Linked DNA regions of Mus musculus: all the other regions are linked to region 2. A link is a contact called in public Hi-C and HiChIP or PLAC-seq data. All regions are on one chromosome and are shown on one strand. The core of a region is the stretch at or near the end of the contact, and the rest is flanking DNA. Distances in the headings are between cores, read along the strand shown. Region 1 holds the start of 1810053B23Rik (RIKEN cDNA 1810053B23 gene). Region 2 overlaps Runx1 (runt related transcription factor 1). Region 3 has its middle 15 kb from the start of Gm30695.

Region 1 (4,188 bases), core at 833-3,332, 710 kb after region 2:
ATTCTTAACTAAAACAAACCCCCACGCACCTTTGACTATTATTAGGTCAGTGTTGCATGGTGTGATGGTTGGAACTTTCCCTTCAAACGTGGTCTATTGGAAACATAATCTCACTCTGACAGCTGGAACGCAGAACCTAGTAACAGGCAGTGGGATCCTGGGGTTTTAGAAAAGAACACTGTTGCAAATTGATTTCTACTGCGCAGGCATCTCACACAAAATGAGCTCGGCCTCACCTGGCACCTGCTGTCCTGAGGTAACTGCCCTCCCTCTACAGCCATCTTGCAGGAGTGGCTAAGATACTAGGCAGATAGTGGAGGTGTCTTGGTTTTGAACTCCCAACTCTAAGAACTGTAAGGTTAATTAATTTCTTTCCTTGTGAATGCCCCAGTCTGTGGTGTTCTGTTTTTATAGCAACACAGGCAGGTAAGACACATGATTTTGGAGCCAACAGAGACTAGATACTAGGAACAGGTCAAACTCCTAAAAATCACTTTGGGCAAGATCTTCCCTTCCCTTCTCCAAGAGAAGTTATTGTCTGGACATTTCTGATGCTGATAGCTCCTACCAGAGACACCATGGCTTGATGGCTCTTTCCAAAGACTCCATGGCTGGTGGGCAAGAGAGCAGGCCTTCTGTGGTGCTGACATGCAGGCAGAAGGGGACCGTGGTGATCATGTGTCTCTGGCAGAAAGAGATTCTGAGATGCTGACATTAAAGAGCTTGAGGGAGTCCATGCCCTGATTCCTGTGATGCACCTCCTGCCCCCAGGCCCCATCATCCACAGATCCGCACCTCCCAAATTTTGAATTCATCAATGAATAATTTTTTCACTTGATCAGAACCCTCATAATCATCTCTAGATATGCAACCTGATATTCCTAAGGGTGTGTTTAGACCTCTGGGCATTTCTGACCATTAGAATCAGCCATATGAGAGTCACCATGAGGTACCGGTTCAAGCCCCAGATGGCCCAGCTTACAGCTCTGTCCACAGTTCTTGGCTCTGAGCTCTTCTACCACATCACACTGGGTGGTTTATTTCCCATCTGCCCTTTGAGTTAGAAGTCAGACGATGTGAAAAAAGTAACTTCCTGTTTAGGAAGCATCCATTTATTAAAACAAAAATAATAGGTCCCCACTAAGGCCTATGACCTTCCCGGCCATGAGCTCTTGACCTAGTTTTCTGTACCAGGGATGGGATCACTCTTCTTGAGCAGGCTCAACTCCAACCAGAAATCAGTTGGTTACTCTCACAATATAATATTATAATTGTATATATTAGATATAACTAATGTGACACAATATATGATGTAAATATAATATAATATAATATAAATAGTCATGCCATTATATCAGTTGGGACATCTTGCCTGGCAGGACATTTCTGTAAGTTCACATCTGGGCAAAACTATAAATGGCCTCTCTGACTCCTCCCTCTCCCTCTCCTCTCTTTAGCTGGGAAGCCTCCCTCCCAGAGCTCATTTCCTTCCACCCTGCAGGGCTTGGGGCTGACTGTCTGATGCCGCGTCCTCTGTAGACCTGGTCATGCAGGAGGAGTTTCCTTTCTGAAGCTCTGTCGTTTGCTGTCAATGGATGGCAATGCAACCCACAGCCAGTCAGCCATGACCCTGTCCTGCTCTGCGTAGCTCCCTCACCCACCTCAGAGGGTGACACTCCTCCATGACCAGACTGAGAGAGATGGCTGAACCATACCAGAGCACAGTCCTCACTGTGAGTGACACACCATCCTGGGCTCATCCTCTCTGTGCCTTCTATCACCTGACCCCACCCCTACCTCTGTTCCTGTATCTTGGAAGTCCTTAGAGGACCTCGAAACTATTTCATCTTGTCATCATTGCGGGCCCCCCACCCACCCACCCTGTCTGTCCTGTTTTGACTCTGTAACAATTTTCTCATTTATATCAGTCAAGAACACCTCAGGCCAAGAACAGACTAAACCGCAAAGGTCTCTGAAGTTCCCGGTCTTCCTTACCACTTTGCTTAAGGGCACTGGCAATGCCCATGTGTTCCTCCTGCATTAGCAAGCTCCGTTTCTTTCTTTTTCAGCATGTGGTTCCACTGGGCATTCTAAATTCGGCACCCTGTTTTTAATGTGTTTATCTAATATCCTTGCCTCTCACCACCTCCCTTGAGGCAAAACTTATCTCCCATGACCCACTGCCAGGCAAACTCCCAAGCAGGCGTGGACCTTCTATGACTTGCCAAGAGTTGCCCAGTCAGTAGTAAGACAAAGCATAAGGACCCATCATCAGAATCCGCTGTCTCCAGGCTAACTGCAGCTCCCACAGAAACAAGAGCATCACCCGGGAGAGAAAGGGAGGCGACTGCAAATCTGATGCTACCTCCTGAGATGGGTCTCAGCTGCGAGTTCTTTCTCGACCATGTTTGCAACCTCCAGCTGTTCCCCTAGAAGAGAGAAACAGAACATATCATTAGACCCTGCTGAGGATGGGGTAGAGACAGATGGTTGGCACTATGGATTGTAGATCATCTCTAGATGGTGGGATTCCATGTAGAGATTTCGGGGTAAAAGAAATATTTTCTAAGGGGAAAATTAAACGTCAGCCAAGAGTAATGAACAGACACTCTGACAGTTCTGCATCATGATGTCTGTTCATGTGTACTGTCTTCCTGACACTTAGAGGCACCTCCTCTCCAAGCACAGTAGACAGAAGTGTCCATCTTTTTATGCTTTTTTTTCTAGCATCCCTTTTATAGCAAAACCCATGAGCAGCCTTTTCCTTATGCCGTGACCCCAGAAGTGTCCTTAGCACTGTTCTGTCATTCCAGAGACAACTCACGTAAGAAAAGGTCACAACACGTGGGACACCGAATGTCTCTCACCAAAAGAGACACTCTGGAAAGTCCAGGTCAGCTGAAGCCTGCAGTACAATGGGCCAAGCTTCCTCTCCCTACTTATTGGATCTGTCCAGACAGCCTGGACAGGCATTTCTGTGCTTCAGGTAGGCAGAGGTATGGTATCTCCTCTCAAGCATAATTAATGTATCCAAAGAAAATAAACACTGAGAGCAGGTGTTCAAATATCCCAAGCAGAGATGAATGCTAAGAAAAGAAATGTAAGTATGATTGAGGAAAAATCTGTTGGAATAAGTAGAGCTCTTCAGACTGTACAGATAAGAAGGTGCAAGAAGCGAGATGTGGGGTCTTTGGGGTATAGTCTGTTCTTTGTCAAAGGTGTCCTTGAGTAGCATTTATGGGAACATGAATAAGAAGGTCGATACAGACCTGGAACAGGAAAAACGCACATCTGGAACTGCAAGTAGACAAGGTCCAAGGTCCTCGGCATGAACAAATGCTAATTGCTCCAACAGGGTCATGGCACGTTGTAAGCACGTACAGTGTTATCCCACTGTACCCTACTCATACGCTCAATTATTCCATGACCGTTGGAAGTTAAAGGAGCCCCTTAGATACATCTATGAACTCCAGCTACACCAATTGATGGGGACCAAAGGGCAGAGGTCAAACATGCTCTCTGACCTTATGAAGGTGATTTTCCATTCAAGGTCAAGGACAGATGAAGTTCTTAGAAGCGCCACACAGACCTAACACCAGCGAGAAGCTCACTGCTATGAGCCTGAGGTTTAAGTGTTGAGTTTGAGAGAGAAACCCAAAGCACACCCAGTCAGCATTACTACAGTCCTGGGAAGAAAAGACTGTAGATAATCAAATAAGAGATAGTGCTCTTCACCTGTGGCCTAGCGGCAGAACATGAAGGCAGGAGTCTGTAATTCATCTTCAGGGGCTGATGGAGATTCCCTTGATTGCTGGAGAAAGTGAGCCAGCCTTAAAAAGCAGAGACAATGGGATGCCTGCCACCTCAAAGGTAGTCGGCCTAAATTATTTTTGATATATTGGCACATCTCTTATGATCTACTAAAAAATTAAATTTTTCATTCATCTATTGTATTCAACAAGCGCCAGTCACAAGCCCGGATTATTAATGATGTCAGCTCGTGTATTACTAAAACAAATGCGTAGCGCTCCCACTTCTGATGACAAAAGGAGAGGCATTTGTTTCAATCACAGGGCACAATCTTATTAAACATTGCCGACTTACTGCCAAGCTGGCTGGTCACCAATGCGCAGTTACGGGACAAATGGAATCAGAGGGCTGTCAATCTTCTGACAGTGTCACTGTCCC
Region 2 (4,289 bases), core at 738-3,237:
TCCCCAGAGACAGCAATCGGCTCAGATAAAAACCTTATCAAGTAGATGCCCCCTTTTCTCCTGTGAAGCTCAGAGGACACTAGTCTTTGCTTTCTGTGAAGGGCAGAGCCCCACTCCTGCTGCCCATCCTCTGCCCCTTTCTTTGTATGGGCTGCTCATCCCTTCATTTGAGTTGCCCAGGCCTGCATCTCTGCAGGAGTATTGCTGTAAGCATGCCATATTAATAGCTGTGTCCCACCTGTCCCAGAGAAAACTGCCTTTTGGTTATTATAATGGTATATCACTGAACAAACAGATTCCGACGTCAGCCGTCCGACTGGGGAAATGCAGTGAGCATTATCTAACTTGGCACAGAGGGTATGTGCAGTTATTACATCTTACAGCGTGTTTGCCACTGGTGACTGGCCCACAGAGTGACCAGAACTCACGCTACTGATCTGAAAATGTTCTGCCTGATACAGCCCACACCACATACATACACACGCATGCCTCTTTCATATTTTGAAAGAAGAGATATTAAATGAAAACTTAGCATAAAATCTAAAGGCAACAAGAACTTAAAAACCCCTTGCTGGATTTGTATGTGTATGTGTGTTTATACATGTATACACAACACATACATACATACATACATACATGCAAGCAACTGTGTGTATCGTGGCTTCAAGACTAATGGGTAGATAAGAAAACAACATAGTAGAAAACAAGTCTTACAAAAACCTCTCGTCAGCTTCTATACAGGAGGCTATTTGTATCTGAAGGCTCTATAGCTAAAGATTAAACCGAAGGTGGGTTGATAATACAGCTTTTTAAATGTACACATATTGAAATGTATTTTCGTCAGGATTCCCTACGTAATATAACTTGGTGATTGTCAACATAGCATGAATAGCGTGTTAGATGCTAGCCGCAGAACGGATTACAGTCTCCAGGATGATGTCCACAGGCCTAGGCAAGTACTAGGACATATTGAACTCCTGTGGAGTTTGATACCTGGAACCGATAACTGCAAGGGTACCAAGAGAGATACACGCGTGTAGCCATGTACACATATGGCTTCCACAGCCACGATTCCCTCCCATGCTCAGCAGCCACACTTCTCAGAGTAGAGATACTCTGCAGATGGAACAGCGTTCTCCTCATTAAGCTCCCAGCTGATGCTGCGGGGTTTCAACAGTTCCCTTAGAGCACCCAGAAAGGCCTGGCAGCCCCGGTGCTTTCTGCGCCTGGGACTCCAGCAAAGACAGAGGGTAGTGGGCTCCGTGGGGTACTTACCCTGCATCTGACTTTGAGGCTGAGGGTTAAAGGCAGTGGAGTGGTTCAAGGAGGCCCGAGGGTTGGGCGTGGGGGCTGGGTGGTGCGGGCTGACCCTCATGGCCGTGCGCCGCAGCTGCTCCAATTCACTGAGCCGCTCGGAAAAGGACAAACTCCCGGGCTTGGTCTGATCATCTAGTTTCTGCCGATGTCCTAGTGTAGGGACCGGGAGGGGAAGGGAGGAGGAGGAGGAGAGGGAGGCAGGGAAGGAGGGAGGGAAGAGATCAGAAAACGTGTTGTGGAGGGGACTTTTCTTATCTTTCCCCTCCCTCTCCCTTCACCCCCAAGGTGAGCTTGTTGGACATTGCCCCTTGGGCTGGCTGCCTGTGGGAACCAGGGCTATCCTTCTGATAGCCCGCTGAGGTTCCTTCAGCCCACTGGTCCCTGGCTGTTGCCTCAGTCTGGGACTCGGTGCCCACAGCTCTCCGCACATCCCCTCGGGTGGGCAGACACTAGTGAGCGGAACTGCTGATGGTGGCCCCGGGTAAGAAGCCCGTTGCTTGTTGGCTGTGGGCCTCAGGCTGGGAACAGAACTGTGGCAGCCAAGAAAGGTGCCCTCCCGGGGTCAAGAATGCCCTGCCTTCCTGAAAACCTGAGCAGCAGGTCTGAGAGGTGCCAGAGTGGGCCCTGGAACGTAGCAGCGTGTCCCTTCAACAGGAAATTGGGTGCAGCTGCAAACCCACAGCCGAGGAGTGAGATTTCCTGTTACACGCAGGCAGGCACAGGGCATCCCTCTCTGCCCTCACACACCCAGGCCCCTTCCTCCTTCGTACAGGCTCCTCAGAAGCATCCTTACTTCCCTGAAGCCCACTCCCTGGGCGGATCCCTAGGAGGAAGTAGGCAGAAAGGTGCAGCGTGGGTCTGTTCCAATATTTCTAGTAGGCCAGGCCCTTGGGAGCTCAGAGGGAGTGGCCAGCTGGTCTGCTGATTTTCCCTCGGAATGAAAAGCAAGGTGGGATGCTTGCTGTCGTGTAAGGGTGGTAGGTGTCTCTGTTACCAGGAAACAGCAAGTAGGGGCATCCACGTGGGCCAGTCAGGAGGGCTGGGCCTCCCGCTTTTTTTTTTTTTTCCCTCTCCATCCCCTTCAAAGTATTATGCAGACTAGAGATTGTAGAGGAGCCCAGCCTCCCACACAGTCACAGTAGAGATCCATTCCTCCTTTTAAGAGGCCGACTTTGTTGTTTCCTCCTCGTTCTCAAGGTTTGTTTGACTAGAACCGTTGACTGAGCCAGGGCCATTCTCCTGTCAATGGTTACACAGCCTGAGCCACAATCATCCTCCTGTACACAGCCTCACAACAAGACAGGGGAAGCCGTTGGCTTCTGCCCATAGAAATGCTGTTGCTGCTACCCCAGCCCAGCCCAGAGCTACACGGAGGACCCTGGACCATTCTTCCAGCACAGGAGTGGTTACAAGGCTACCCCGCCCACCACCTAGTTCCCGATTGCTACAATTATAAAATTATGTCGTAGAAGTTGTGTTATGGTTTCAAATCCCCGCGGCTTGCTATTTCTTCCTGCTACGGGCCTCCTTGGCACTGCCGACACGGTCTCAGATTCCAGGCCAGAAAAAGGGCCCACTATATTGCAGCGATTTTTATCACTGACAAGACCTGTTTGGCTCCAAATGGAGGAAAAAAAAAAGCTTAAGCATAATATTTGTGTAGTTCACATGCAGCGCTCGCTCTTTCCACGTATCGCCACGGCAAATCTGGACTGTCATTCAGAGCTCACAACACTGGACTCAAACACAAACACCCTGAGTCACGCAGGCTCGGCCGGGGCGCATGGGAGAGGCCTCTTGTAGCCGGAGTATTTAAAGCTCTATGGACAAAAGAGGCCAAGTTCCCGAGCCACCCCCTCCAGCCTTTTACCAGCAGAAGTACAAAAACTTCTTTTTCTAGAGCCTTCTACCTTGCTCAGTCTTAGTATATGTAGTTCGGTGTGCAGCCCTCTCTGGATCCTCCCTCTTCTTTTCTTTGCGACCTAATCAGTCCCCACTCCTCATCCCACCTGAGAAACCTCAGGCTTTCTCACAGAAAAACAATCTGAGCTCTAAAGCCATTTAAAGCGTGATGCGGCCCCTTTTAAGTGTCTGCCGTGGTCTCTCATGCCAGTCAAGGAAGAGGAAGGTGGGAAACATGACGCTGGATAGCTTGTATGGTCTCAGAAAGAATGTGGGTCAGCAAGAGCTTGCAGCAGGCTTTGTCTGTGTCGCAGCCTCGCATTCCTGAGGCACCCAGTGGCATTTTGGAAGAACACCGTGAAGGACAGTGTGTAGCCATAGGAAGGGCATGCGTGTGTGTGTGTGTGTGTGTGTGTGTGTGTCTGTGTGTGTGTCTGTGTGTGCGCGCGTGCGCATGAGCCCCCTCACTTGTGTGCATGATCATTCTAAAGTCAGAGCATCAGTTAATGGTGGTGTCTCTGGCCAGCCTTTGAAGAATGGCTATCTGAGTATCTGGCTCTGTGAATTTGGGGACTTGATCACTGAGAACTCAAACAGGAATAAGCTGTTTGTGGCAAGTGGACAAGCCCCTATGTGGCCAACACACGTGACATATTATTTTTATTTCTCTTCCCTCGTTACTCAGTTAAAAAAAAAAAAAAAGGACTCCTAATATGTGATCTGTTTTCGTAGCAGCTGACACCTGCCAGAATCGTAGTCATTTACAGAGATTAACTGATGACTGCCTGCTCTGGCAGGAATGCCTGGGCCTGGCTTCTCAGAGCTGCTTCCTAAGCCCCATGAGTCTAGAAAGTCCCGAGCTGGGTCTAGTGCTCTGGATTAGGGAATACTTCATTCCATGCTCTCTCCGTGTGCATTCTGGGAGTCTGTAGGAGAGGTTCTGCCTGAGAGAAAGCTTGAACCCCACATCCACAGGGTGTTAGAGAGTTGCAACACCAGGACACCCAGGGAACGCAGGGCATCATCATGTTCAAGGCGTGGCCCCAAGTGCATTTAGAATCAAGAGCACC
Region 3 (4,131 bases), core at 1,505-4,004, 900 kb after region 2:
GTGGAATGTGTTGCTCAGCCTGAGGGATGACGTCAGCTAGTTCCAGGGATCAAACGCCCTCCTCTAGATGTTGCAGTCACTGCACATATTGGGGCACATACGTATGTGCAGGCAAGACACCATACATATAAATACAAATACATCTTTTAGAAATATTTTTTCAATCACATTTTTTGTCTTCGTATCTTTTTTTTTTTTAAGACAATGTCACTGTGTAACCCTGGCTGGCCTAGAACTCTCTATGCCAACCAGGAACTCACAAGAGATGTGTCTGCTCCTGAGTGCTAGGATTGATGAAAGGTGTGGGTGTGTGCCACCAGGCCTGACCTTTCTCCAATACCTTTCTTTTTCCAGTATAATGATCTTGTGTCTCTATTTCTCAAGCACTTTAGCTGTTCTCTTCCTTTCCATAATAATGTCATGGGAAATGCCCAGTTTCACTTGTTAATCTGACACACACTTGCCAAACGGCTCCTACATGCCAGGCATTGGAACGCCACAGGGTCTGGAAAGTGCCCTGTTCTGATGGGCATCCTGTAACTGGGAGGACAAGTGGCCCAGAAGCAAATATGTCACAAGTGATCCCCACAGGGCAGACCATTGTCTCACCTGATTCCCTGAGCACTGTGCGATGTGTCTTATTCCATCACACAGAGGATGAAAGCTCAGCCTAAGAACAGTGATGGGATCCAAAGTCAGATCTGGCTTCTCCAGGTTCCACCCTAACGACACCCACACATTTTCCTGTAACCTTTCTACAGTCAATGTAGCCAGCACACACTTGTGGCCAGGTATGGGTAGGGGATAATGCCAGGCCCTGGAGGTGCAGATAGGAATCAGGTCCTACCTCCACCAACAGAGGCAGCCTGCTCCAATTGGATCATGCAGTTGCAAAGTGCCCAAGAGCACACTTGCCAGAATTTATTCAAATTCAGCTACAACATACTGGGAGAATATTAACTCTAATTTAAACTTTTAATAAGAGTCTAGTTTGGAGGCTGGAGACGTGGCTCGGTGGTTTGGAGCACCTGCTGCTCTTCCAGAGGACCAATATCTGGTTCCCAGCACCCTCATGACAGCCCAGAATCATCTGTAACTCCAGTTACAAGAAATCCAACACTCTCTTCTGGCCCCTGTGGCTTCCTGCACACATGTGATACACATTGCACACATGTGATATACATGCATATATTTAGGCACATGCACACACAAAAAATAAGTATTTTTTAAAAGAATAAGTTTGATTTGTCAAAGAAAGTTATCTATTGATTCTGTGGTTTACTTGTACAAAAGAAAGATTAAGTTAGGGTCAATTTGTATTCTGTAGGGGTTTTCTCCCGTTTTATTTAGAGCCATAATGGAGCCAATTGCTAGGATTTTCAGGTCATCAAACAGCAACTGAAGTGGAACCATTGCCTCTGTGCTGAGAGGCTCAGTGCTGCGGAACACTGTGTTATGAATGCTAACAAGAGACACAACACTGCAGCAAATGAAAGGCAGAGCTTCTGAGGAACCCATGCTCCCCAACCCAAGATTGCCTTCCCGTGCTCCTCAATCCAAGACTGCCTGCCAGTGCTCCCCAACCCAAGACTCCCTGTGCTCCCCAGCCCAAGACTGCCTGTGCTCCCCAGCCCAAGACTGCCTGCCAGTGCTCCCCAATCCAAGACTGCCTGCCAGTGCTCCCCAACCCAAGACTGCCTGTGCTCCCCAACTCAAGACTGCCTGCCAGTGCTCCCCAACCCAAGGCTATCTCTTACAAACACCCTGACCAATGATCATGGATAGCCGAGCAGTGCAAGTCAGTTGTTAGGCCAACTACTGCCAAGCATTTCCTGGCAAAGCTTTGCTTCTCTTTCTGGTCTGAGATGCGTTGTTTGCTTGGTGAAATCCAAAGACATGAGAACCTCCTATGGTAAATGTTGATATAAGGAAAATGTCCTAGGTGACCAGCCGTATTTATCAAGGTATTATTTCCACCACCTGCATGGAGTTTACCAAGTAGGCGGGGTAGGGTCGCTATCTTGTGTGCGTTCAGCTTGAGTTGCCTGGATACCATGTCTTGGGCTCAACAGGGAACATAAATCTAACTGTGCCTCTCTTTACTTCAGCCATAGGAATTCCAAGTTAGATCATATCACCGGGCCACGTGAGCAAGCCCTATGCATTCTAACTCTCCGTGTGGCTTGCCCAAGCTGCCCTCTGCAACCAAAGGCAGGAAGCATCCCAATTAAAAAGATGTCTTAGAGTCTCATCATACATGGGCAGCTTTCAAGACTTCCTCCCTTCTCAGGCCTCGGTTTGAGGTCAATCACTTCTAATTGCTGGCGATAGAAAGGAGTTGATTGCTAATTCCCTTTCTGTAGCTAAATTGCTGGCACATGTTAATAACATCCTCGTAAGTTCCATTTGTGGTCGGCCATCAGGACCCATTAATTCTAAGATATGTTTGGCTTCCATAAACCAAAAACAGAGAGGGAATTTGGGGGAAAAAATCAGCCTAGAAAGGGGCATGGCTGTACATTCCATAGTAGAGATAAAACTTTACAGTTGTCACTACTGAGAAACCTTAAAATACTACCAAAAACTGTGAGAAAAAGTGTGTGTGTGTGTGTGTGAACATGAATGTGCCTGTATGTGCATGCATGTGTGTATGTGAATATGCAGGCATGCATGTACGTACATGGGCACCTGTGCGTGTATCTAGAGTGATCTGCTGTTGCCTAATTCTGCTCCTGGGTAGAGTGGGTGGAGATGGTAAGAAGAGGCTGCTGTAACCGATGACTGGTAGCAAGCTCAGCAGCAGAGAGCAACTGGGGGGGTGGGGAGGGCAGGAACTGCAGGGAGCAGAGGCAGCTGGGCTGAAAGGGGAAGCTGAGACAATGCAGAGTCAGGCCTTGGATGAGGGAAGGCTGCAAAGAGTTAAAGTTAAGAGGCAGCAGCAAAAGTTGATGCCAGCTGCTGCTATGAGCTAAGGGTCCCAACATCCAGAGCTTAAGAGATATGACCTGACCCACGGAATCCTGCTGCTATGATCCATACACGAGGGTGGTCCCACTGTCTGGGCCCAGGGCAGGAAGCCTCCCAGCCTGCGCCTCTTGTGGGGAGCTTGGGACTATATGCCCAGTCGTGGGGACCCAGATCTGGAACTCAGAGCTATATGCCTCTGGGTCTGTTAGTCCAGCCTACATCTGGGACAAAGAGACCCAGAAGTCCCACCGCCACTGTTTGCTTACTTACAATTTTAGCCTAAGAGGAGCAAAGGAACCCAGACTGTGCATCGGTAGCAGAAGAGAAAAGCCCACTCACCCCTGTACACTTTTTTTTGTAATTTTTTATGAGCCTATGATTATTCCCAAACATAAGGTTAAAGACAAAATAGAATGAGTTCCATGCAACCTGCTTTGTAACTTCACCGAGGTAGTGGGGACAGGTGCTTACATTCTCTGTCATACCCAACTTTCTGACCTCGCTACTGTCTACCCGGAGCCACTTCAGGAATCTAATTATGACTAGATGTTCCTCTTGGCTCCCTTCTAACCATTTACAAGCCAGATCACTGTGCATCCTCTCCAGAGACAGCTGGTCAGGACGAATATTGTAGCAGCTTGCACAGTTTCTCCCCGTCTCCCACACACAGGCCTCCCTAACCCCAAGCTATCACTACACTAAGCTGGATCATGGGCCAGGAGGAAATGCTTTGTTGACAGGCCAGTTGTCCCCTCAAGACTTCTGGTCAGCAGTAAAGCCCAGGGCATGCACACCCAAGACCACAGGCAAAGAACCACAAGCCAACATTTTCTGTCACCACATCCAAAGTATCTTCCTGTTATACAAAGAAGCAAGCCACCACACCACTGCCACCACCACATTCCTGATACCACCATACTGTCACCACCACATGGCCAGAACTGTACAAAGTGCACTTAATCAACAGAAAATATCTTCGTGTTATAACACTGGGATAATTTCTCATCCCTCTAAACTATCCCCACCCCCAGAGAATGTCTGACAGGACTGACTGGTTGGAGTTAAACAACCAGATTCAGATTTTCAAACAAACAAGCGAGCAACTATTCAGCTTCTTGAGAGTCTGAGTGGATGGCAGACACCACTGTGGAGCAAGAAGAGGCT

What was found. Hi-C and Micro-C count contacts between places; a contact is called where the count stands out from the background. HiChIP or PLAC-seq counts read pairs in DNA pulled down with a chosen protein or histone mark.
Region 1: a contact with region 2 is called in an H3K27ac HiChIP or PLAC-seq map of large pre-B cells, with 5 times the contacts expected there. The contact joins the promoter of 1810053B23Rik here to the enhancer-like site in region 2. A contact is called at or near these places in 4 of 39 promoter capture datasets (the 3T3-L1 cell line, the C10 cell line, frontonasal cranial neural crest and 1 more), 1 of 484 Hi-C or Micro-C datasets (bone marrow-derived macrophages), 2 of 115 datasets of contacts at active chromatin or transcription factors (large pre-B cells and pancreatic cancer cells) and 1 of 9 other capture datasets (embryonic stem cells).
Region 3: a Hi-C map of bone marrow-derived macrophages shows a contact between it and region 2, with 11 read pairs. The contact joins two enhancer-like sites. A contact is called at or near these places in 1 of 484 Hi-C or Micro-C datasets (bone marrow-derived macrophages), 6 of 115 datasets of contacts at active chromatin or transcription factors (T-cell acute lymphoblastic leukemia, embryonic limb bud, embryonic stem cells and 3 more) and 1 of 9 other capture datasets (embryonic stem cells).

The regions. Positions count from the first base shown.
Region 1 is chr16:93,356,630-93,360,817 of GRCm38.p6, forward strand. 1810053B23Rik (RIKEN cDNA 1810053B23 gene) reads right to left here and starts at 2,083. Exons shown (of 4, transcript NR_040489.1): 1 at 1,996-2,083.
Region 2 is chr16:92,642,879-92,647,167 of GRCm38.p6, forward strand. Runx1 (runt related transcription factor 1) reads right to left here. Exons shown (of 8, transcript NM_001111021.2): 6 at 1,276-1,467. Among named protein-coding and RNA genes, the nearest start is that of Gm30224, 49 kb to the left of the region's middle. Within about 2 kb of position 1,988, at least 112 of the 459 cell types and tissues checked have an H3K27ac peak or open chromatin away from gene starts, as enhancers often do. A contact at or near this core is called in bone marrow-derived macrophages, where this site is marked.
Region 3 is chr16:93,544,522-93,548,652 of GRCm38.p6, forward strand. No RefSeq gene overlaps it. Among named protein-coding and RNA genes, the nearest start is that of Gm30695, 15 kb to the left of the region's middle. Within about 2 kb of position 2,755, at least 22 of the 459 cell types and tissues checked have an H3K27ac peak or open chromatin away from gene starts, as enhancers often do. A contact at or near this core is called in bone marrow-derived macrophages, where this site is marked.